Linked DNA regions of Sus scrofa: region 1 is linked to region 2. A link is a contact called in public HiChIP or PLAC-seq data. All regions are on one chromosome and are shown on one strand. Each heading gives the region's core, a stretch centred on a gene start, on an enhancer-like site or on the middle of the called end of the contact. The rest is flanking DNA. Distances are from core to core; before and after follow the strand shown.

Region 1 (5,182 bases), core at 549-3,048, 220 kb before region 2:
TGCTGCCATAATGAAGGTGGGGCATTGCTTATGTTTCCTTGTATTATAAGGGGAGCAGAAAGAGCACCATTATATTTCATTGAAATTAGCTTTTTATGTTGAGCCAGAATTTCAAACCCAGCTGAATAAATGAGAATGTTAGAATGTTAATTTGAAATGACATCCTTTATCATTTTTATTTGCTCTTAACCAAAGCATAATTGAGTGCAAATTTTTTGGTTTTGTTATTCCTCCACTAATAACCAAAAGTTATTAAATATTTTTATACTTAATAGAAAAAAAGCCTCCAAGTATAGCTCACTATAAATCATCTGTGTTGCTTTTGTCTCATTGACTGTTTATTCTAATTGTTTTTGTTTGCTTGTTTTTAGAGAAGGTTCCGATAATCTTGCAGTACAAAGTCTGAAGGGGTCATTTTCTAATGCTTCAGGTATAATTACTAATTGTAATCTAAACATAACAATGCTTGTGTGCATTTGCTCTAAATACTTAGGACTGTGGCTAAGTCACCGCATCAGAAATATATTTTTCACTAGAATAGATTTACAAGGAGATCCTGCTGAATAGCATTGAGAACTATGTCTAGATACTCATGTTGCAACAGAAGAAAGGGTGGGGGAAAAACTGTAATTGCAATGTATACATGTAAGGATAACCTGACCCCCTTGCTGTACAGTGGGAAAATAAAAAAAAAAAAAGAAATATATATTTTTAAGTAACATATATACAATTAATTTTACCAAACTGAATTCATCCCTATGCTTTGAAACCCACATCTTAGAAAATGAAACCACTGGGAATTTGGCAACTCTTCCGATCCTGATATAGCTCTGTCTTCCTGTCTTATTTTTTACAAGTGGTTTAATCTCCCTTCAATTCAGTTTATTGTATAGATCAAATGTGGATAAATTTTCCCCATCCAGAAGATTGAAGACAAGTATTTTGAAATGCCTTATGGAAAGGCACTATATACGTTTGTTTTCAAGAAAGCCAAGAGGGAACAGTAGTGATAGTTACACCTTTAGTTTCACATCTGTCAACCTGATTGAAAATGTTCCCAATGAAGAACAGGAAGACATATTTGGCTTTAAAAGAATTGGGTCTTTTGGGTCCATTTCTGTTAGCACTGACTTCCTGTTACCATCAGATTTCAAATCTTTTGAGGAATTTAAATAAGTATTAGAGTCTGGGGCATATTAAGTTTGATTTCTTTTCCCTTAGGTTCATGAGGTTTGACTCATAATGCTTCCCCTATGCCTGTCACCTCCCACCTATGGAGAGAAGGCTGGTGATCTTGACAGAAGCTTCAAAACAGCTGAGGGTGATGGGTGGAGTTCTGGGCTTCTTAGCAAGTGAAGGCAGTTGCAGAGATAGAAAACAAGGCTCAGATAGAATCTAGTCCATAGAATCACCCTCCAGTGTTTTCTAATCATCGCTGTCATCTTTGTGGTGTGTTACAGAAAGTGAGACCACAGTGGGTTAAAGATCTGGCGTTGCCGTGAGCTGTGGTGTAGGTTGCAGACGCGGCTCGGTTCCTGCGTTGCTGTGGCTCTGGCGTAGGCTGGCTACAGCTCCGATTAGGCCACTAGCCTGGGAACTCCATATGCCGCAAGAGCGGCCCAATAAATGGCAAAAAGAAAAAAAACAAAAAAAAAAACAAAGTGAGACCATATAAGGCCATAAGTTCTAAAACTCTCTTTCAGGTTTGTTTGAAATCCATGGAGCAACAGTTGTTCCCATTGTGAGCGTGGTAGCCCCAGAGAAGCTGTCAGCCAGCACTAGGAGGCGATATGAAACCCAGGTACGTGGTCAGTTTCCTCAGCTTTCTAATGTGAGCTACAGAGGAAGAAAACAGGAAAGGGAAAGAAGAAGCAGTTTCCTGGAAATGTTTTTCTTCCCACTTCCTGGTGGCTTCTGAAAATTTCATCATCACAAAGCATCCCTGGTGCCAGGATTCTGCCCCGTTTGTCCTCCAAAGAGGCGTCAGTATACCCTGTAGGCACCTAAAAGCAGCTGTTGGTCAGAATTAGTGGATCTAAACAGAAACTTTCTGATCCGGCTCTAATTGCAGGTGGGGTTTGTTTTTGTTGTGAATAACAAGAGACATCTCTCAGAAAACTTGAGGCAGATTTCTCATTGCATACATGTTTCCGGTTTCCACCATTTACCTGAGTCTGTGCTAAGTGCCAGGTAAAACAGATTAAGATGTGATGTTGCCCCAGTCCTTGAAGAGTTTGCATCCTTAGAAGCATATGCATTATTGAGTTAGAGAATAGGAAGACATAAGTCATAGGATGCTGAATTAATGAGTGTTAGAGAGTGATATAGACATGAGAGAGAGACAGAGGTCAGCGTTTGCATGGGTGATCAAGAAAGACTACATGGAGGTGATCCCTGAAGGATTTAAACAGGCAGGGAGGAAAGAAGAGGGTATTTCAAATGGAAGGGAGGGCACAAAGGACAGTGCAGACAGGCTAATGAGCAGGGTTGTGACACTGGCCTCACTTGGGAAGAGGGTGTTAAAGAGATCAGTCATTATTTAGAAATGGGATTAGACTGAAATACAAAAGATCAGGTTACCTCATTATGTAAGCTTTCCTGGCTGGCTTCTCAGAATGTTGGGTGGAAACTCATTTTTCATTAACTTTCTAACATATTTCAGTTCTGTGTTCCCACTACTGTCACCTTCCTGTTTTTCTAAATTTAGCTTAGTACTAAAATCTCCCTGCTTCCACACGCACTATTTGACTGTATTGAGCATCTATTAGGTGTCATTTCAAAATTATAAATAAGCAGCTAGGTGGATTAGTTAACAAATGATCAAGATAGGCTATAAAATCTCATTTCCCCCAAGATCATAATAAGTTAGACAATCATCTTTCCGAATTGGATTAAAAACAAGTCCTTAGGTTATATATTTGGGATCCCTTCTAGGCTTTGGTTTGTCACCCATGACTGTTTCTTGGAATAAAAAATGAAATGGGGAGTTCCTGTCGTGGCGCAGTGGTTAACAAATCCGACTAGGAACCATGAGGTTGCGAGTTCGATCCTTGGCCTTGCTCAGTGGGTTAAGGATCCGGCATTGCCGTGAGCTGTGGTGTAGGGTGCAGATGCAGCTCGGATCCTACATTGCTGTGGCTCTGGCATAGGCTGGCAGCTACAGCTCTGATTCGACCCCTAGCCTGGGAACCTCCATATGCTGTGGGAGCGGCCCAAGAAATGGCAAAAAGAAAAAAAAAGAAATGGCAAGAAAGATGGTCACTTTAACAGATTCTGAATTCTGACACCTTTTCTTCTTGTCAGGTACAAACTCGACTTCAGACCTCCCTTGCCAACTTACATCAGAAAAGCAGTGAAATTGAAATTTTGGCTGTAAGTCACGTCCTTTAACAACAGTTTGAGGATGACTTTTGCTCTGCTATCAGAGTAGTTTCCTCAGAGGTCAGGGCTCTTTTGCTCAGCTTCAGCAACAACGGGATGCAAGCCTGTTACCACTGCTGTGAACCACGTGTAGTCTAAATCTGTAAAGAAGTGGGGAGAAAATGGGAGGTTTTTTGTTATTCCTACTTTCTTCCCCTGAAAGGTGGTGGGGGTGGGTAGTGAAAACGAAAATCATCATTTTCCTAAATGTTTCAGATAACAGTGTCAAACCTTCCAATGGAATGTGAGGAGACTGGGCATATTAGCTTACCAGGGCTGAGGTCTCATCTCTTAACCAGGGCCCAAAAGTAGCAAGGCAGCATCCCATTCACGTTGCTCCATCCAGAGTGACACCACAGTCTCAAGTCCATATGTGCTGCTAGGCTCCCTGACATGATGTACATTTTTGTGTATAACAGGTGGATCTACCCAAGGAAACAATCTTACAGTTTTTATCATTAGAGGTAAGCAAGACAAACTCCTCTACATGATGGCCTTTAAAAATCCCAAAGCTCTGCTGTCAATTTGTCTAAAGAAAATTGAAAATGTCATTTTCTTAGTGATAGTAGGTGTTTTTCTGGCAGTTCCAGGAATTTAGTAATAGTGTTCCTTTTATGTGATATATATATAACCAAATCAGATTTTGAGGGAATCATACTTTTCTAGTGATTTTCTTTTAAATCTCAGAGATGGATTCCGTCGTGGCAGTGGTTAAAATCGACTAGACATGAGTTGCGGTTCGGTCCTCTTCTCAGGGTAACGATCCAGCTTGCATGAGCTGTGTGTAGCTGCAGACGCGGCTCGGATCCCGTTGCTGTGGTCTGGAGTAGGGTGGTACAGCTCGATTCAACTAGCTGGAACTCATATGCCAGAGCGCCAAGAAATAGCAACAAAAAAAAAAAAAAAAAAAAAAAAAAAAAAAAAAAAAAAAAAAAAAAAAAAATCTCAGAGATGATTTTATTGTGTGTTAGGCTCTGGAAGGTCTTGTTCTAAGCATTTTACAAATATTAACTCATTTAATCATAACAACCCCAAGGGATACATATTATTACCTTTTTTACAGGTCTCCATTTTACAGATAAATGGAATCATTTTACATTTTGTGGAGAACAGAAGCAGAGAAGTTAAGTATCTTATTCAAAGTCACCCAACTAGGAAGCTGCAGAGCAAGGATTTCTTAACCACTATATTATTCTGCTTCAAACAAACTGTTCTAACCAGGGAAGCTCATTTGCAGAACTAGAACTACATGGAGATCTTTTTGTAAAAATTAAATTAATTTAGGTCCTTTATGCTTTTTTTTTTTTTTTACAGGTATACCCTTATTATCAGATAGCCTAATTGAACTTTTAAAAATCTTTATACTTACCTTTGCTATAAGAAAGTTTATAACCTAGAGGTGATTTTTACATGTCATACCAAAAAATACTTTCGTCTATCCAGAATGTGTAGTCACAGATTACATTAGATGAAAGACGAATTTTGCCCCAGAACTAACATTAAACACTACCATTTTCTGGGTCTTTTTAAAGTCATACTCTGTTTATATAAAATACTGGCCATATTCCCTGAGCTATATAATATACCCTTGTAGCTTCTTTTATAAGCTTACTCTCAGAGTTCCTGTTTGTGGCTCAGCAGATTAGGGACCCGACATCATTTTCTCTGTGAGAATGTGGGTTCGATCCCTGGCTTCATTCAGTGAGTTAAGGATCCACTGTTTCTACAAGCTGCAGCTCCAATTTGACCCTTGACCTGCGAA
Region 2 (5,162 bases), core at 999-3,498:
CTCAAAAAGCCCAATCCCACTCCCAGACCTGGAAGTCCCTCCTCAGTGTCACCCAGGATGGGTATAGATTCTCCAACTCCAGGAAGGATGTAGAAACGTTCTCCCTGTTTACTCAGGTAGTAGAAGAGAAGGCTTTCTTTCTTTTGTGACTCAATTTCCCTTTTTTGTAGCATGAAGGAAATTTCTTTCTTCCTTTCTTACTGTTTCCAGGGCTAGGGGAGGGGGCGCCCTAGGAATCTGTGTGTGGCAGGCCAGCCTGACAAGCCAGGCAGTGACACCTCCAGGTGGAGGAGAGAAGCAGCAGGAACATGGAAGGGGGCACTGGTCCCAAAGAGCCATGCCCCTCCTCCCTGAGCCTCCCAGAGACATCTCAGCCTCACTGATGTCCCTGTTTTCTGTGGCGGATAGAGACAGTGCAGGGAAGAAGAGGAGCTGGGGCAGGACCTGGTCTGTAAGAGGGTGCCAGGCTGGGTCCTCTTGCAGGGTCCTCTTTGGAAGGAGCAGCCCTTTCTGTTGCTCCAGCTAGCAGTGCCATCCCAGTCCTGGCCTGGCTGACCTGTGGGGGGGGTGGGGAGCAGGGGGTATTGCCAGGTCTCAGGCCCTGGAGCCTTTGCTCTGACTTGCCTGTGGGCTCAATATGTTCTGAGCAGAAAAGAAATAGCAAAGATGAAAAAAAGCTGCGACTCTGCTGCGGAGCACAGAGGCACCAACAGCCGGAATTAGAAGCTGTCGCTTAGAGAGCTGAAGGCTGACAGGAGATGCAGCCGAGGCAGGCAGGGGGCAGGCAGGCACTCCACACGCCCCTCCCCTCCCACCTGCTGAGCCTCCCCCACTGCAGGCCCCGGGGCTGGCAAAAGGGCCTCCCCCCAGAGGCGGCTTGGGTCTGCAGTCTGTCACTCTGTCTGCAGCAACCCCCACCCGCCCCGCCCGGCCCCCTCCTTTCTTCCTCAAGTGTCACCAGCCCCCTCACCCTGTCACGTTGCACCAGCTCATCAGGGTTGGGCCTGGTGGCACGTGGCTGGGAGATCCAGAGAGCTGGTGTTGGGGGGTGCGCAGAGGGGAGGGTGAGTCAGCAGGGGACTCTCGCATCTGAGTCGGCAGGTGGGATTGGGAAGGGGGTAGGGGCTCTGCTCTCTGTGCAAAAGTGAAACTTAGTGGATAGGGAACCTGGCCCCAGCCCCACAGAATCTGCAGCAGGGGACAGAACCCAGTGCCCATCCCTTGCCCCAGCGCCCTGAGGGAGGGCATCAACTCTTCCTCTGCACACCACCTGCGGCCAGAGATTAACTCACTTCCAGGGCCCAAGGGCTATGGAATTTTCCCAGGGGCGCCCTACCTTTTTCCAGGGGACAGACAGCAGGGAGGTTGGTGTTTGCCCTGGCCTCCTAGGAAGCCCAGCCTGCTGTGCAATCCAGAGGCAGGATTGCATCCCCTTCCGAATTCTGGGCTTCCCAGCTCCAAACTGGAGGCCCAGAGACCCTGCCCAGCCTGGCTACAGGATGAAGGGAAGGCATTTGCCTCCCCTGGAGCAGTCACTGGCCAAAGCCAGGGGCTGCCCAGTGGGGCCAATTTGGCGCTGGCACTAGCTCATGCCCCCATGCCCAGGTCAGTGAGCTACTCTAGGCCTGGGTCCTCATCCCTCTCTACCCCTGGCTTGGGAGGAGACGGGGCAGCTGAGTGCCCAGCTGGAGGACTGAAGACTGGGCACTGCCCTGGGGTGGAGGTGTCCCACCCTCAGCTGCGTGCAGGCTGATCAGTGACAGGCCTTACTTCTGTGAATGAGCAGGTCCCCTAGCCTCACCCTGTATCCAGGGGCTGCTAGCATCCCAGAGGAATGGGGGAGGGAGCTCCTGTTTATTTTCTGAAGGCCCAGGTGCTCAGGGCTAATGGCATTTGCTAGAACTCTCTGATAAAAAAAAAACCACCTCTTCCCAGAATCAACCCCCACCCAGCCTCTCCCAGGCCAGTGTCTGTCCTCCTTTAGGATTTGGGACCATGCCGCCACAGATGCAGTGAACAGCTCCCCAGAAGCCTCTCTACAGTGCGTGCTGGGGTCAACCATAACTGCCACAGGGGCCTGAGAATCCAGCCCCTTTAAGTCTGCCTAAAGGGGTGCAGGTGGCCTGAAGCCTTGTGACTCCCCCAAAAGGGTGGGGCCACCTTTGCATGAGGCTCTTCTGCTTCAGCCCTGAGGGTGGAGACAAGAAAAGGCCACTTGTGGTGGGGAATGGCCCGGAAGAGTGACATCATTTTCCAGTGGTTGTGGCCTCAGGGCTGGCAGAGGGGAAGTGAATCCTCTTCAAGCCCAGAGGCAGGCTCATTCCACTGGGCTCTAGAAGGGACCTCAAGTCTAGTCAGCTCTCAAGGATTTTTTTCCCCCAGCTCACTTCATGGTTGGGGGGGCACTCTGCTCTGTTGCCCCTCATTTCTTAGCTATAGAGCAGGTGCCATGTTTAGGCAGGAAATCTTGAGACAGAGCTCTTTAGTAGGAGTAAGAAAGACAAAAATAAATAAACTTCATAAAGTCAGGAGAGAAAATGGTGCTGACCTTGTCAAGCAGCCTGAGTGGGAGCACAGGTAGGGAAGTACCTCCCACCCCAACCCCAGGTCTAGGAAAAGGGGTGGGTCAGGCTCTGGGCCTGAGAGAGCACAAAAGGCATCCTTCTTCCCTCACCCCCAGCCCCAGGCTGCTCAGCTGAGGCAGCTTTTCCATCACAGCCTCCCATCCCACATGCATTGCGGGAGCAACTGTCCTCAGGGAGCTGGAAGGTAGTGTCAGTCTCTGTATCACACAGCTGACAAGGAGGCCAACTCATCGCAAGCCTGTGATGGGGTCAAGAAGCCGGGGTGAGCTGCCTGCCTTAGAGCAGGAGGATTTGGAGTTTGGACCAAGAGATGCTTGTACTACAGATGCTAGAGTTAAGGTTCCAGGTCTTCAGGCCTAACTCTCCAGGCGAGGAAGCTCAGCACAGAACGGCACACTCAGAAAGGCAAAGTGGGGCGAGATCCCCATTTCCTGCCTCCCAGTCCATATTCTTCTTTTTTTTTTTTTTTTTTTTTTTTTTTTTTTTTTTTTTTTTTTTGCTTTTTAGAGCTACACCCACAGCATAAGGAAGTTCCCAGGCTAGGGGTCGAATTGGTGCTGCAGCTGTAAGCCTACACCACAGCTCACGGCAACACCGTATCTTTAACCCACTGAGTGAGGCCAGGGATTGAACCCACATCTTCATGGATACTAGTTGGGCTCATTACCACTGAGTCACAGTGGGAACTCCCAGTCCATATTCTTTTGACCTCAACAAATATGATGCTTATTCAGATGAAGAGCAGGAGCTCAGCTTGAGAGGACCCCTAGGCCCCAAGTGGGCCCCAGATGACATCTGGTTCCTGCCTTCTCCTTAGCCTGGCTGTGAGGAAGGGGCTCTGGCATCCAAGGGAGCCCCAGCTGCCTGCAGCCTCAGTGTGCCCGGGCCTTTTCCTCCAGGGGAGATGGAGCCACATCCCAGAGAAAGATGAATGCTCTTGCACAATGTCCCAGTGGGGTGGGGGTATCAGAGGTGGTGCTCCTGGGTGTCTGCCTTCTCCGTGAGTGGGTCCTGCTCACACAGCTCTGTGGGAACCCCACAGGGCCTCTCAGCCTTGTCCTCCTCCCAGGGGAAGCAGGCCCTGAGGCAGGACCTCACTGACTCCTTCACTTCCGCCTCCAGACCCTTCATCCTGTCCTCGTACTCTGCCAGCAACTCCTGCTGGAACTGTGGAGACAGCAAGAACCACCCCCTGGTTCAGGAGGGGCTACCTGCCCACTCACCCCACCCCTGGACTGTGGAACCAGAACATGACTTGTTTGTTCAGACCTCCCGGGAGACCAGAGTGGAGGGTAGTGGAGCCCATCAGGGGGCCTCTCAGGAGAGGGTGTGCCAACCTAGCAAAGAGATCTACAGAGCTGCCTCATGACCCCAGGGAGGGAACCAGAGCCCTGGCCCTCTGGGAAGAGGCGGGTGGTTCCTCTCCCACCTCCTGACCAGCAGCTCCTTGGAGGTGGGCCAGGGTAGTGGTCCCTGCTGTCACCTGCTTTTCCATATCTCGGATCTGTTCCAGGCAGGCTGCCTGCTTCTCTTCTAGCTTCTCCTGATGCCTCTCCAGATTCTCTGTCATCTGGGCGGGAGGGAGAAGCAAGGATTCAGGACAGCATGGGCAGGCAACCTGGGTTAGAATCCAGCTACAATCCCAGTTAACCAGCTGTTAAGACTTTAGGCAAATTCCTTAACCTTTAAACAGGTTTTTTTTTTCTTTTTCCTTTTCTTTTTCTTTTTTTGTAAAATGAGGACAATAGTACTTGTCTTGCTGGCTTTTGTAGGATTACGTGAGCCAGTTCATGTGAAGCACCTGCCTGCACGGGGTCAGGACTCAGGGGCTGGTAGCTCTGTTATTGTTGTTAATAATCCCCAGGGAGCTTTAGCACCATTCTCAGCAAGGCTTTCCTTCCTCTCTGAATCCCTGGAAGCCTGACTCAGGAAGCCTCTTTGCCCCCTCTTACCCAGCCAGCCACCCTAATCCCACCCCCCCCCATCAAAACCTCCCCCCAGCCCTCCTGGAGCCAGCCCATATCATTTCCATTGAGGGCAGCTGGCCAAAGGCATACTCCTTTAGGCTAGTATCCCAACCTCCACACAAAGGCCAGAACCCCAAATGGCCTAGGAGCAGCCCTTCTCTTGCACTGCCTTCCCCCATCCCTAGCTTCAGGGGCCACTCAGGACAGTGTATTTCCCAAGGGCAAAGTAAAGGCCTGGGGCTACCCCTTCCCTCTGAAAAAGAGAGAGTGTGTGTGTTTGGGAAGGACACAGCTCTTACCCACCTGCTTGATGACCTGCACCACCTCCTGGATGTGGGAGTTGTTGATCTCTCTTTTCAACCTGTTGGGGTGATCAGAGTTTCAGAGAGGGCAGGAGGCCCCTGGGAAGAGCTGGGTGAGACAAAGTCTCCATGGGGTATAGGTGAAATGGGAACTCAATCATAGAGCCATCCTTGGCTGGCTGCATCTATGTCTGGTCTGGGAACCAGCCAGAGGCCTAAACATGGGGACCCAAGGAGACTCTGAGGAGCCACTGGGGGCCCTTGAAGAACACACTGTTTTTCAAGGCACGCATGGGAAAGTGCATGTG

The links. HiChIP or PLAC-seq counts read pairs in DNA pulled down with a chosen protein or histone mark.
Region 1: a contact with region 2 is called in an H3K27ac HiChIP or PLAC-seq map of alveolar macrophages. The contact joins two enhancer-like sites. A contact is called at or near these places in 2 of 5 promoter capture datasets (fetal liver and fetal skeletal muscle) and 1 of 2 datasets of contacts at active chromatin or transcription factors (alveolar macrophages).

What each region holds. Positions count from the first base shown.
Region 1 is chr1:131,246,872-131,252,053 of Sscrofa11.1, reverse strand. EIF2AK4 (eIF-2-alpha kinase GCN2) reads left to right here. Exons shown (of 38, transcript XR_002345552.1): 34 at 1,704-1,801; 35 at 3,304-3,372; 36 at 3,840-3,884. SRP14 (signal recognition particle 14 kDa protein) reads right to left here. Exons shown (of 5, transcript XM_003121602.6): 5 at 4,361-5,182. Among named protein-coding and RNA genes, the nearest start is that of SRP14, 7.9 kb to the right of the region's middle. Within about 2 kb of position 1,798, at least 2 of the 83 cell types and tissues checked have an H3K27ac peak or open chromatin away from gene starts, as enhancers often do. A contact at or near this core is called in alveolar macrophages, where this site is marked.
Region 2 is chr1:131,026,552-131,031,713 of Sscrofa11.1, reverse strand. PLCB2 (1-phosphatidylinositol 4,5-bisphosphate phosphodiesterase beta-2) reads right to left here. Exons shown (of 32, transcript XM_021097762.1): 30 at 4,856-4,913; 31 at 4,069-4,155; 32 at 1-3,752. The coding sequence ends at 3,552. Among named protein-coding and RNA genes, the nearest start is that of ANKRD63, 3.5 kb to the left of the region's middle. Within about 2 kb of position 2,248, at least 5 of the 83 cell types and tissues checked have an H3K27ac peak or open chromatin away from gene starts, as enhancers often do. A contact at or near this core is called in alveolar macrophages, where this site is marked.